2 separate regions of the Pan troglodytes genome follow, and region 2 is linked to region 1. The links are chromatin contacts, called in public Hi-C maps. All regions are on one chromosome and are shown on one strand. The core of a region is the stretch at or near the end of the contact, and the rest is flanking DNA. Distances in the headings are between cores, read along the strand shown. Region 1 overlaps SPMIP7 (sperm microtubule inner protein 7). Region 2 has its middle 40 kb from the start of FIGNL1.

The links. A called contact is a pair of places that touch in the nucleus more often than the background predicts.
Region 2: a contact with region 1 is called in a Hi-C map of blood, with 6 times the contacts expected there. The contact joins two enhancer-like sites. A contact is called at or near these places in 2 of 7 Hi-C or Micro-C datasets (blood and stem cell-derived neural progenitor cells).

Annotation. Positions count from the first base shown.
Region 1 is chr6:55,975,859-55,981,616 of NHGRI_mPanTro3-v2.0_pri, reverse strand. It overlaps SPMIP7 (sperm microtubule inner protein 7), which reads right to left. Exons shown (of 9, transcript XM_519560.8): 8 at 334-441. Among named protein-coding and RNA genes, the nearest start is that of SPMIP7, 53 kb to the right of the region's middle. Within about 2 kb of position 3,491, at least 1 of the 24 cell types and tissues checked has an H3K27ac peak or open chromatin away from gene starts, as enhancers often do.
Region 2 is chr6:56,237,017-56,242,774 of NHGRI_mPanTro3-v2.0_pri, reverse strand. No RefSeq gene overlaps it. Among named protein-coding and RNA genes, the nearest start is that of FIGNL1, 40 kb to the left of the region's middle. Within about 2 kb of position 2,809, at least 1 of the 24 cell types and tissues checked has an H3K27ac peak or open chromatin away from gene starts, as enhancers often do.

The DNA of each region.
Region 1 (5,758 bases), core at 2,242-4,741:
TGAGTCTAAGAAGTAAAGATGCCATTCCTCTAATGCGCCTGAAATACCTTCATATGCCCCTTTTGGCCACATTCGTAATAACATTAATCTACACCTGGTTTTCAGTGTAATTTTGGGTAAGATTCAAAAAGGAAACACATACAAGGCTTAATAAAGTTCCCCTCAGTAGGAAAATGGAAAATTATCTTTTTTCTGTTTCGGACTTGATGCCACATTTTTAAAAACAATGTAAATTTGCTTTTACTATTTAATTGTTCTTTAATGGAATAAACACAATTAGGATTTCCCCTCCTAATGTATCTGAGCAAATTGAGTAATAGGATTCATACTTACCGGTGCAGTTCTGAATCTGGTGATGGGGTTGTTGATGGAATATTAGAATTTGCTGGGTGGGTGGCTGTGAAATGAACCTTGCCGGTATATCCTGGAATATTTGCAGCACTAAAGTGAAGAGTTAAGAGAGGAGGAAAAGAGGAAATTAAAATGATGATTTGTGAAATTGTCATGGTAACTAGCACCCAAATATGAAAAATATAAAGAAAGATGCAGTCTAATTTTTTTTTTCCTGTATGAGGTGTGGAACTTGGGCTGTCCAAAAAGGAAACAGTGCAGGCCTGGGGCATGCTGATGCACAGGTACTTAGATAACAGCCTTATGCTGGGGTCGATAAAATTTATTTCAAGTTCATGTTTTTCTGCTATTTTAAATTTCCATGTCTTTTACAAACATGACTCACTGCTGAGCTCTGTTTCATAATGAAGGAAGATACCAGGTCTTGACAGAGTGGCAGACCTGTATCCCACACATATTTCTGTAATGCAGACTCTAATATTAATGAATATACACTCTTACATTTATAGCATTGTTACTTTTATCAGATATCTTTCTTATCACCATTAATGTACTGCATTATAAATTTCAGATGATTTCCTAAAATTGCCCATTGGAAACAAATGTACACCAGCATTAATTCTACAACAGTCTGTTTAGAATTTGAATTTAAACAGTTTAGTTTGAATTCCACTGACTCTTCTGCTTCCCTGTTCTTTTCTCCACCAGGGACAGTGGGAGATAAAAGGAAAATACAAGAGTGAAGAAGCTGTTCTTCAGCGTGTATAAAAGCTCTCTCTCTCCAGAAAAGGCAAACGAGCATTCAAGAGAAAGGCTTAAGTAGGTAGTTCAGAGGAAGGAATGTGAAGAATAATGAATATTCTTGTGATAGCACACAAGTTGGTTTACACAGATTATTTCCTAGGAGGTGGGTAAGGCTTGTGGGACAGGCCCAGCGTGAAGCTCCATCCTGTGTGCTGCAAGGAGTTGAGGAAAATAAGATTTAAATTGTATTTCAAAGTCCAAGAACACAACATTTACAGATCATGAGGCTCTGTGTAATAGCCTACCATCTTTGCAGAGTCGTATCAACGCCATGGCCTCAGCTCACTGTGCTGGCCTCAGGGAGGAATAAGAAAGGCCACCATCATGAACTTGCCCCCAGGGAGGAAAGGGCCAGTGGGCAGATTGCAAATTTCATTCATCTCAGTGGCTTTCACTTGCCATCCTTGGACCTTTCTCTGAGAGCAGGACATCCTTGTGGCATGGTTCCCTATTCAAAACTGGCGCCCAGACAAAATGCAACACAATAGCAACAAGCAAACCTCTGTGGGTGGTGGAGGAATGGTTCTTCAATGGCTGCCTTGGTTATATCCATGACCTTCCCACACGACCAGTAAGCCAAACAAAGCCTTCTCCAGGAACCACTTATCTTAGGAGTAATTTTCAAAATTTGGAGCTTATAGGAGTTGCTCCTGAAAGTATCAGGTGACAAGGCAGGCAGAAGAGAGGTTAGTGAAAGGGGTGTGTGCTTAAGGGTTGGGAGGAAGATTCAGACCCCGGTTCCCCATATCATCTCTGGGATCTGGACTGGACATAGTCTTTTGGAGCCTTCTAGCCTCAGCCTGACCCCGAGTAGTGATACCAACCGGAATGACTTGGGTGAGGGAGAAGTGGAAACAATGAGAAGGATTCACACTGCAATTTCTTGGTGTCCTTCCCACATTGATTATGTGCAAGTATCAGAATGTTAGGGGGAAAATACATATCAGGCAGGGAATTGCACTAATAAATCTCCTAATTCTCTTCCAGCTGTGTAATTTATGACTCTGTTGGTGATGACTTATTGGCTTGCAGGTGATATAATCAAGGACACCCAGAGACTAACAAAGTGAAGGGAAATTACATCTATGGCAACAGCAGAATAAACAGTACAAAATAACAGATTTTGTGAGACTAGGAAAATAAGGCAGCTAAAGAGTGGGGGAAGCCCACTGCATCGAGAAGCAGGCTTCTGTGGCAAGCCTGACTCTGCCCCTTAACCAACTGTGAGGTTTTACTCCAGTGAAGAAAGCTCTCTGGGCTTCAGCTCGGTCAACTGCAGCATGAAGAGGACAACACTAACCTCTTAGGGGCACTCTGGGGATTAGAGGAATTCAATGAATATGAAAACAGCTAGCAAACTGTTAGCACTTAATAGATGCTAAACTAATTTCGATTGAAATACAGTAATTTAAAGAAATAAAACATTTACAAAATAAGGGCCATGCACATGGAGATTGCAAAGTTTATCCAGTACAGACTGCTGAAAAGATGCTAAGACAGAGGTTCCCAATGGTGCTGCACACTGACATCTCAGGGGCATCTTTAAAGGTCCCAATGCCTGGCTCCCACTCCCACAATTTTTTTTTTTTTTTTTGAGATGGAAACTCGCTCTGTTGCCCAGGCTGGAGTACAGTTGCACAATCTCGGCTCACTGCAACTTCCGCCTCCTGGGTTCAAGCGGTTCTCCTGCCTCAGCCTCCTGAGTAGCTGCTATTACAGGTGTGCACCACCATGCCCAGCTAACTTTTGTATTTTTAGTAGAGTCGGGGTTTCACCCTGTTGGTCAGGCTGGTCTTGAACTCCTGACCTCGTGATCCACCCGCCTCGGCCTCCCAAAGTGCTGGGATTACAAACGTGAGCCACCGTGCCTGGCCCAGCCCCACATTTTAATGTAACTAGTAAGTGGTGTGGCCTGAGCACTGGGACTTTTGACAGCTCTCCAGATGATTCTTCTGTGCTGCTAAGTTCAGGAGCCTCTGTTTTACAGCCACATTGTCAAGCTTGCTGGAGGGACCTAGGTGAGTGAACTGAAGCTGCTGAATTCTAGGCAGTGCCCTGCAGGATTTTTTGGAATTTTGTTGGAAAAGTGCAGCTGTAAGTTAGAGAGGTAACCCAGAATGAGGCAAAGTTATTCATGCGTGTGTCTCTCCCCCAACCATTCATTAAAGCTTCCATGCATGTTACAAAGGAAATCCCCTCCATCTGTGTGAAAGGTTTTTTCCACTGCCTTTGAAAACACCTGCAGAATTAAAATGCCTCTAAAGTCATATCCTGCCATCAGAGCAGTTAAGAAGTCAGAGGGATGGACGCAGGCCATCTGTCAATCACATGAAGGGCTTGATAAAAAACATTGCACAGCCTCTGTGCCTCTGTGGCATGCATGTTATTGATGCTAAATGGTATCATATGTTACATTGTCTTAATGCTATTAGATTACATCATATTTAATAATAACATTTCATGAAAGAGTAGACTGATTAGCTGCTCAGTCTTGAGAATGAATTCAGTTGCATAATAAACTGCCAAATATTTGAAAACGAAAGTCCTCACCCACACTGCTTCTAAATCTATTCCATTTAACCCTGGCACGTATGGCCATAACAAGGGGAATTTTGCCATCTTAAGTGCAACACAGTGACCTTATATTAAGAGGAGAATACTCTCTGGGGAACACTTTAGACTGCTGATAGGAGATATTATTTTTCAGCTGGAGGGAACAAAGCTATTAAAGATACTGAAACATACAAGCCGGGAAATGGATTTCCAGGTTAGTCGCATGTTCAAAGAATTCCACTCCCCATTTGAGGAAAGTAGAGAGAAGCAGAGACCCACTTAAAAATAAGAATTCTTCACTTTTGCCTTTGCTCCACAGCTTCTAGTCCTTTAAATACCTTATTTTGTACTCCCTAGTTCCAAATAAGCCAGGATTTTGTTCACTAATTGATAAATTTGAATATATTATTGCCCAAGTCTACAATGAATTGGTTCTCAACAAAACATGATAAAATAGAAATTAAGTAATTTAAGAAAATCAAGACGTTTAGTAACTCAGAGGAAGGGAGCACAGATGGTATATAAGTTAAATATGAGGGGAAAAATGTGGAGAAAACCATGTTATACGAAGAATATATGTATTGTATATGTGCATAAAATTTAGGCATGCATAGAAATTCTCACTCTACACTGTAAACACGACTAATAGTCATCGAGTATGTTCTATATTCCAGGCACCCTTTTAAGTGCTTGATGTAAATTGACTGTTTAATTCTCACAACAATCTTGTGTCATAGGTCCTATGATCATGTCCATTTTATAGATGGAGAAACTGACACAGAGAAAGTCTAAGTATCATGGCCGGCACCAACCAAGCTGGCAAGTGGTAGAACTGGACCTCAGTGTGACTGAACTGAATAGGAAGGACCATTGGCATTACTCCCAGCCCAGCCAGGAGAGCCTCATTAGCTCACAGTGGGCTGCAATTATACAGGGTGGGGCGTAAGTGCAGGTTCAAATCAATGTGATAGTCTTTTATTTAGAGCCATTCTATATCAGATACAGTTCTAGGCAGACATCAAGCTGACTTAGCTCCCAACAGCTTTCACACTAATACTTTTAATTTTAAAAATGCACATTTAAATGTTTAAAGATCCCAAGTGAACAAAGACCATGGATGCGACATAAGGGAGGGGAGTGTGAGACAGACACATTTAATTCCAGGGCTGCCCTGACCAGCTGTGTGAACTTAGACCTCAACTGAAGTTTTCTCAGGCATCCTCACCTATAATTGGCCATCAGTCAGGGTAGCTGCACTCCCTTGGAGGGTGCTGGGGGCGATGTGATGCAAGTAAAGGCCTGGCACAGTGCCCAGCATGCAGCAGGTGCAGACCCATGTGACAGGAGCAGCAGGTGATGGATGGAAGTTAGGGTGGGCAAGGGGAGCAGAAAGTGGGAGAGGGAGGAAGAGTAGTAAATTCCAGACTTGGACTTTAGGGAGGGTCAGCCCAGAGGGCTGAGAGAAGGGAAGGACTGCAGAGAACTGTGAGGCAGATGTGGCTGGAGGGGAAAAGACAGGAGTCCATTGTGAGTTGGGGTTTGTCTGATTTTATTGTTCAATGACAAATGCAAATAAAACTGGAATCATTTTGCAATGACTTTTGGTCACTGGATTGCATTTTTCTGAATATCATAAGATGTCGTGGCCACAAGATATTTTTTAGGAATTGCAGGTTTATTGATTATTCTCTTCATCTGGTGGGTATATTCTTTCCTCCTGTGTTCTTGGGATCTTCAATTCTTCCATTTAGGAGGGAATGTAGAAACAGTATAACTCAAAGCTCCAAGAACCCATTATTTGCCAAAGGCAGAAGCCACGTTTAATGTGAGTTAAGGCAAGAGCTTGCCCTGGGGATTAAGAGGCCAGTTCTCTGGACTTTTTACCACTCATGAAATGAGTGATCTTGGCTCTTTATGCCATTTCCTCTGGCCTCAGCCTCCTCATCTGCAAAATGGGGATAGAACTTGCACCTTCATTTCTGGCCTCATCACACTATTTGAAAAACAAATGAGGGAGTGTGTGAAAGTAGTCTGAAAAGGCAGAAGTATT
Region 2 (5,758 bases), core at 1,560-4,059, 260 kb before region 1:
TCAAGGTCAGGACAGGGGCTCAGCTCCTGCTGCCTTCCCCAACCCTCAGAGGGCACCTCTTTGGCTGAGTGGTGGACCCCTTCTCTCCAGGCGTCTGGCACTCCCCAGCCCCCAGGACACTCCTCCAGCCCAGCCACACGGCCTGGCCTTCCTTCAGCACTATTCCTTGTCCAGGCCTCTGTACCGCATTCACGCTGCCCCCTCTGCCTGAAACTGTCTGCTGCCTTTCTTTGCCCAAATAACTCCTGTCTTTCAGTTCAACTACATCCTTACTGATTTTCTGCCTGCTGGATCTGTCCATTTCTGATGGGGAATGTTGGAGTCTCCAGCTCTAGGAGTGGGTTCATTGATTTCTGTGCGGTTCTCTCCACTTTTGCCTCATGTATGCTGGTGCTCTGTTGTTAGGCATGCACATGCTAAGGATTGTTACATCTTGTTGGAAAATTGACCCCCGTGTCATTATGGAATGCCCCCATTTACCCTGATGCCTTTGCTTGCTGTGACTCTGCTGTGTCTGATATCAATCAGTATAGCTACTCCAGGTTTCTTTTGATAGTGTAACTATGGTATTTTTTCCTTAATTTCTTTACTTTTAATCCTTATGTGTCTTTATACTTAAAATGGATTTATTTTTTCCTTTTTTTATTTTTTTGAGACGGAGTCCCACTCTGTCATCTAGGCTGGAGTGCAGTGGCGCGATCTCAGCTCACTGCAACCTCCACCTCCCGGGTTCAAGCGATTCTCCTGCCTCAGCCTCCTGAGTAGCTGGGATTACAGGCGCTTGCCACCATGTCTGGCTAAGTTTTGTATTTTTAGTAGAGACGGGGTTTCACCATGTTGGTCAGGCTGGTCTTGAACTCCTGACCTCGTGATCCACCCGCCTCAGCCTCCCAAAGTGCTGGGATTACAGGCATGAAAAATGGATTTCTTATAGACAACATCTAGTTGGGTCACATCTTTGGATCCACTGAAACTCTATCTTTCAACTGCTGTCCTCAGACTATTGATGTTTAAAGAGATTATGGGTACATTTGGATTCATGTTGATTACATTTGTAACTGTTCTCTATTCTATGTGTGGGCCTTTTTGTTTGGTTTTGTGTTTGTCTTCCACTCTTCTTGCCTTCTTTGCTTTGAGTATTTTGTATAATTCAATTTGTCCCCTCTCTGCCTTCTCTTTTTCAAGATTCAGCTGAGGTGCACTTGGTCCCATGGGTCCTGTGTACCTTTGGGTCCCGGGTGTCTGTGTCGGCAGCACAGAGCTTGTCTGTGGACAGTCTTGCCTGACGGTTGCCCATTTCACCCGCAGCTCCTCCAGGGTGGTGGCCTTACATTCTCAAGTCTCTGACCCTGGCTCCTGGTCCTGGGATGACAAGGGCAGGCCTAGTCAACGCTGGTGGGACAGGACAGAACTATGTATATAGGGCGGCACTTGAATGAGCATTAACACAAACACACATTCATAGTACTAAAAGCATGTTTACATTGGAAAATAAAAAGCCCCAGAAGCTTTCTTGAGGGAAATCCCCTCTCCCCCACGCCGACTGCTGCACAGCTGAACTCCTCCATGACCAAAGGGGGCTCTTCCGGCCTTCCCTGCCCCACGGCCCTTCTCTAGATTCAGCCAGTTCACCTCAGGGCCAGAGGCTCTGCCTGTCCCCCGGAGGAGTTCTTTGTCCAAAAGAAGGGCCTCAATGCTAAGATGAGGAGAGTACCCTCCTGGAGCACCCAGGAAGCCCAGGGGTCAGCACCCTATTGCGTCTGGCCCTTTCTCTGGGAGTAGGGGAGGGGGGCAGTTGATGTTGGCTGTGGAGCAAGTAGAAAGATGGCCAGAGCTTCAAAGGGAAAGCCATGGGCCTCAGGCCCACGTCATTGACTGGGGCAAGATAAGACCTCAGGGAGTCCAGGGCTCTGGGAAGGAATCTCCAGCAGAAGCTTCTTTCTGTTGTTATTGGAGGCTCAGGATGTGTGAGACCAGCCTCTGCCCTCCACAGGCTCACAGTCCAATGGAGGAGGTGGACATCCCATACACTGTGGGGTGAGAGCCCTAAGACGGCTGACATGAGGGCTTGAGGAATTCAGAGACCAGATCTTGAGAAAGCTCCAAAAATTAGGTGCAATAAGTTCTGCCTTGTCCCAGAAGAACTCAGCAGGCAGCCAAGCACGGGAAGACTTCCCAGGACCAGCAGGGCCCTGTGATGCGAGGAAACCTGGGAATCGGGTGTGATTTGGAGGTTGGGAGGAGGCTGGGGGATTATCTGGGGTCACATCTCACTGAGGATGGATGCCTTCCTGAAGATGAGATCTGACCTGGGAGACCAGCTGACCAGCTTCCCTCAGCTCTTGGGGTCCCTGCCTCCATGCTTGTCAGCTTTAATTCCCCATCAGTGCACGAAAACACAAAACCGTTCTCCCATGGGGTGGTATGAGAGACCAACTTAAAAAAGGAATCGTGGTGCTCACAGAGGTGGGAAGTGGGTGTGGGCAGAGGGGATTTACAGAGGATTTTGCAAGGGGCAGTGCCCACTGAGGGTGGGGATCAGGGCAGTGCCCAGAGGGAGGAGGTCCCTGAAAGGGGAATCAAATTGAGGGACCCTGAAACTGCACACCCTCCTTACTGTGGGGCCCAGCCCACCCTCTACCCACAGGAAGCTGGAGGGAGAATGACAATGAGGAAGCTCGCGCAGGTGCCTGGGGAGGAACAGCACCGTGAGACGGTGGCGGAGAGGAGGCCGCAGCCACTGAGGCCTTCTGGGAACCTGGGATCACATGTGGTCGCAACCACAGAGAGAGGTCTTAGGGTGGCCTTGTTCAGGAGAGGCCCATATGCATGTGCATGGCACCTCCTCGGGCCCAGGGGGGTAGCAAAGCAGAGAGAGAGGCCAGGGCTGACTCATGGGCAGAGAAACAGAAACATTGGGACAATTCACACACTCAACGTCACAACTAGTTGGTTTGACAAAACATGGGAAAGAAGAAGTGAAATTTGTTAACTGTATCGAGATCCATGCAGTTCACTTCAGGGGACAGTTTTGGTACCAAATTATCCTTATTATGCAAATTCCCTCCCCCAGCAGGTTCCAGTTGTGCCCGGGGACCCATGGCGGGTGCATCTGCTTCCCATAGTTCCGATTCACCGAGTTGCCAGGGCCCATCTGCTCAGCCCAGGCCCAGGGCCTGCGGCCAGGGAGGAGGGGGCGTGGGCAGGGGCCAGGCTGTTGCTCCAGGACCTGCAGGGCCACTCCTGGAGCTGGAAGTTGATGCAGCCTGCCTTGAGCAGCCCAGATCCCAGACGTGGACAGGAGACAGAGTTCTAGGGATGTCTGCCTTGTTCCTGTCTTGGCCATGTCAAAAAGCAGAAAAAGCAAGGGAGTATCCCCATGAGGCTCTTACCTTTCTCCTTAGAAAAGTGCAGCCAAGAACTTGGCCTTTCCAAAGCATCGGCCTCCATGAGGCCTGGGCTGCATTGCAGGGTCCTGTCTTCTTTGCCGGCTGCTCTCCAGAGCCCATCTCTGCCCACCCTTGCAGTCCACTGTCACCCACCACTTGAAGGTCATTGCCAGCATCCTAAACACTTGGCTCAGTGGCCTCATCTCTGCCCCCTTCCTTATTGCATCTGCTTTGTTGAACCTATTTGTGGGCCTCTTTTTTTGAATTAAAAAAACAATTCTGAGATGCTGTCCCCAATGAGTTTTCCTATCTGGAAAAGCCCCTCTTATTTCCTTTGCCTAATTCCTCCTGCTTCTCCTCTCCCCACGCTCCCCAGAACCATCCCCTACCCTCCACCTCTTTCCTGAGGCGACATGTACCTGTCACAGCTCCCATTATAGTAGCCTATGCCTCATGACTCCCAAATGCATCGGCCATCCATGGGGACCCAGCTGTCCCACCCATGCTTACACAAAGCCAAGTTCCCCTCCTCCAATCCTCTGCCCATTTTCCCTTTTCTCAGTAATGGCTCATATAGGCTCTGAGACTGGGTTTCACTGCCTTACCTCTCGTCAAAGCACAATAGATTTAATTATCTTAAATAGATGTTATGCAACAAATATTTATTGAGCATCTAAAATGTTCCAGGTACTCTTTTTGACACTGAGGATATGGCATTAAATAAATACAAAAAATCCCTGCTCATGGAGCCTGCGTCCTAGTGGCAGAGTCCAGTCCTCTCTTCTCTGCTTCTCTCCTCTCCTGACTTCTGCTGGTTAGTGTCAGCATCCTTGCTGTGGGTAAAGCCTCTCTTCTGCCTGGATGGCATGGCCCGCTTCACTGTCTCCAGAGTTCTCATTGCATCACCGCCTCCCCCTCACCTCCTAAGACTCCTGGATGCCTCCCTATCCACCTGTTCAAACTCCTCCTGTCTATCCTCAATCTACATTTCTGAATTTATCTCCTATTTTTTTCTCCTTGAGTACTCTTTCCCAGACAAACAGGGCTATTGCTGTTGGACTTCTGGTTCTGACATACAACAGATTTCATTCACATTTGTTCTGTCTTGAATGCCCTTCTTACACCCCCAATCCTCTGCTTCCAATATCAAAATCCCAATCATTCCGAAAAGCTGGGATCAGACAAGATCTCTTCCAGGAAGCCTTCTGTAATCCTCAAGTGAGAAGTGATGTTTCCTTCCACTGGGCTTTTACAGCACTTTATCACTTTAGAGCGCTTTTCATTGCACCTTGTTTTGTAATCACCTTTGTGCTGGGTCATTTCTCCCTGTGCTTTCTAGAGTGCAGGCACAGGAGTCAGGTGCTCAGGGGCAAGTGCTGGTCCTAGTATTTCCAGCTGTGTGACCCCAGGCAGGTTACTCAGCTTTTCCAAGCTTCAAAGTCTTCATCTGCAGAACTGGAGGTGACAATGGTACTTGTAGAGACAGACAGGGAGTACACATGGCACAAGCAGGTGGTTACAGCCCCCAACCCCTGTGATGCTGTGAGCCTTGATCCCAGCACATAGCCAGGCACTGAAGGCTCAGGAGCGATGTGATGTGAGTGGGTCAAGTCATTATGTGATGTCAGGAGTGTCTCTTTTAACAAGAAGATATTGATTTACTTTATTTCCAACTTCCCAGTCTCTGCTTTGCAGCTCAAGTTATTCAACAAACCAATGAAGGATCTTAAGATTAAGAAGAGCCAGAGACAAGATGCAGTGCAGAGAGAACAGAATGGAGTCAAAAGTCAAATGTGTCAATGTGTGTTGGGGGCAGGGACACAGAGGGGGCACTGTCTAATTGGGGGAAATGTCCCTGCTCTTGTCCTTGGTCTTGAGTTTATTGGTTGTAATTGTACTCATCTTTGACTAGATACCTCTAGGCTCCCTGATATTTTGCAGAGCTCTCCCAGTCCACTGATGCTTAGCTTAGCTTGTGTTTCCAGCACTCTGAAACATCCTTTCATTGCTCAGACTCTGTTTGGCTCTCATTTCTTTTCCTGGTCCTTCCGCCCTTCTGTTTCTAGCTCAGATTCATGCATTCTCCTTTCAGGGACCAGCTCTCTAGCAGCATCAGCCACATTGCATGCTCTGTGGGGCTGGAGGGGACCAGAGCTGTCCAAAAACCCCCAACCCCACCTCCTCACTCTGTGCCTGCCCTGGCATATGCCCTCGAGATGCCTCTGAATTCTCTGAAGTGAAAGAGCCTGCTCCCCTAGGTGGAGGTTGGGAAACTTGACATGCAATTTGTGGGTGAGTTCGGTTGAGGAGGCAGCCAAGGGAAAACCCTCTGAAAGCAGGTTTTCACCCGCATCTTTCTCCTCCCCTCC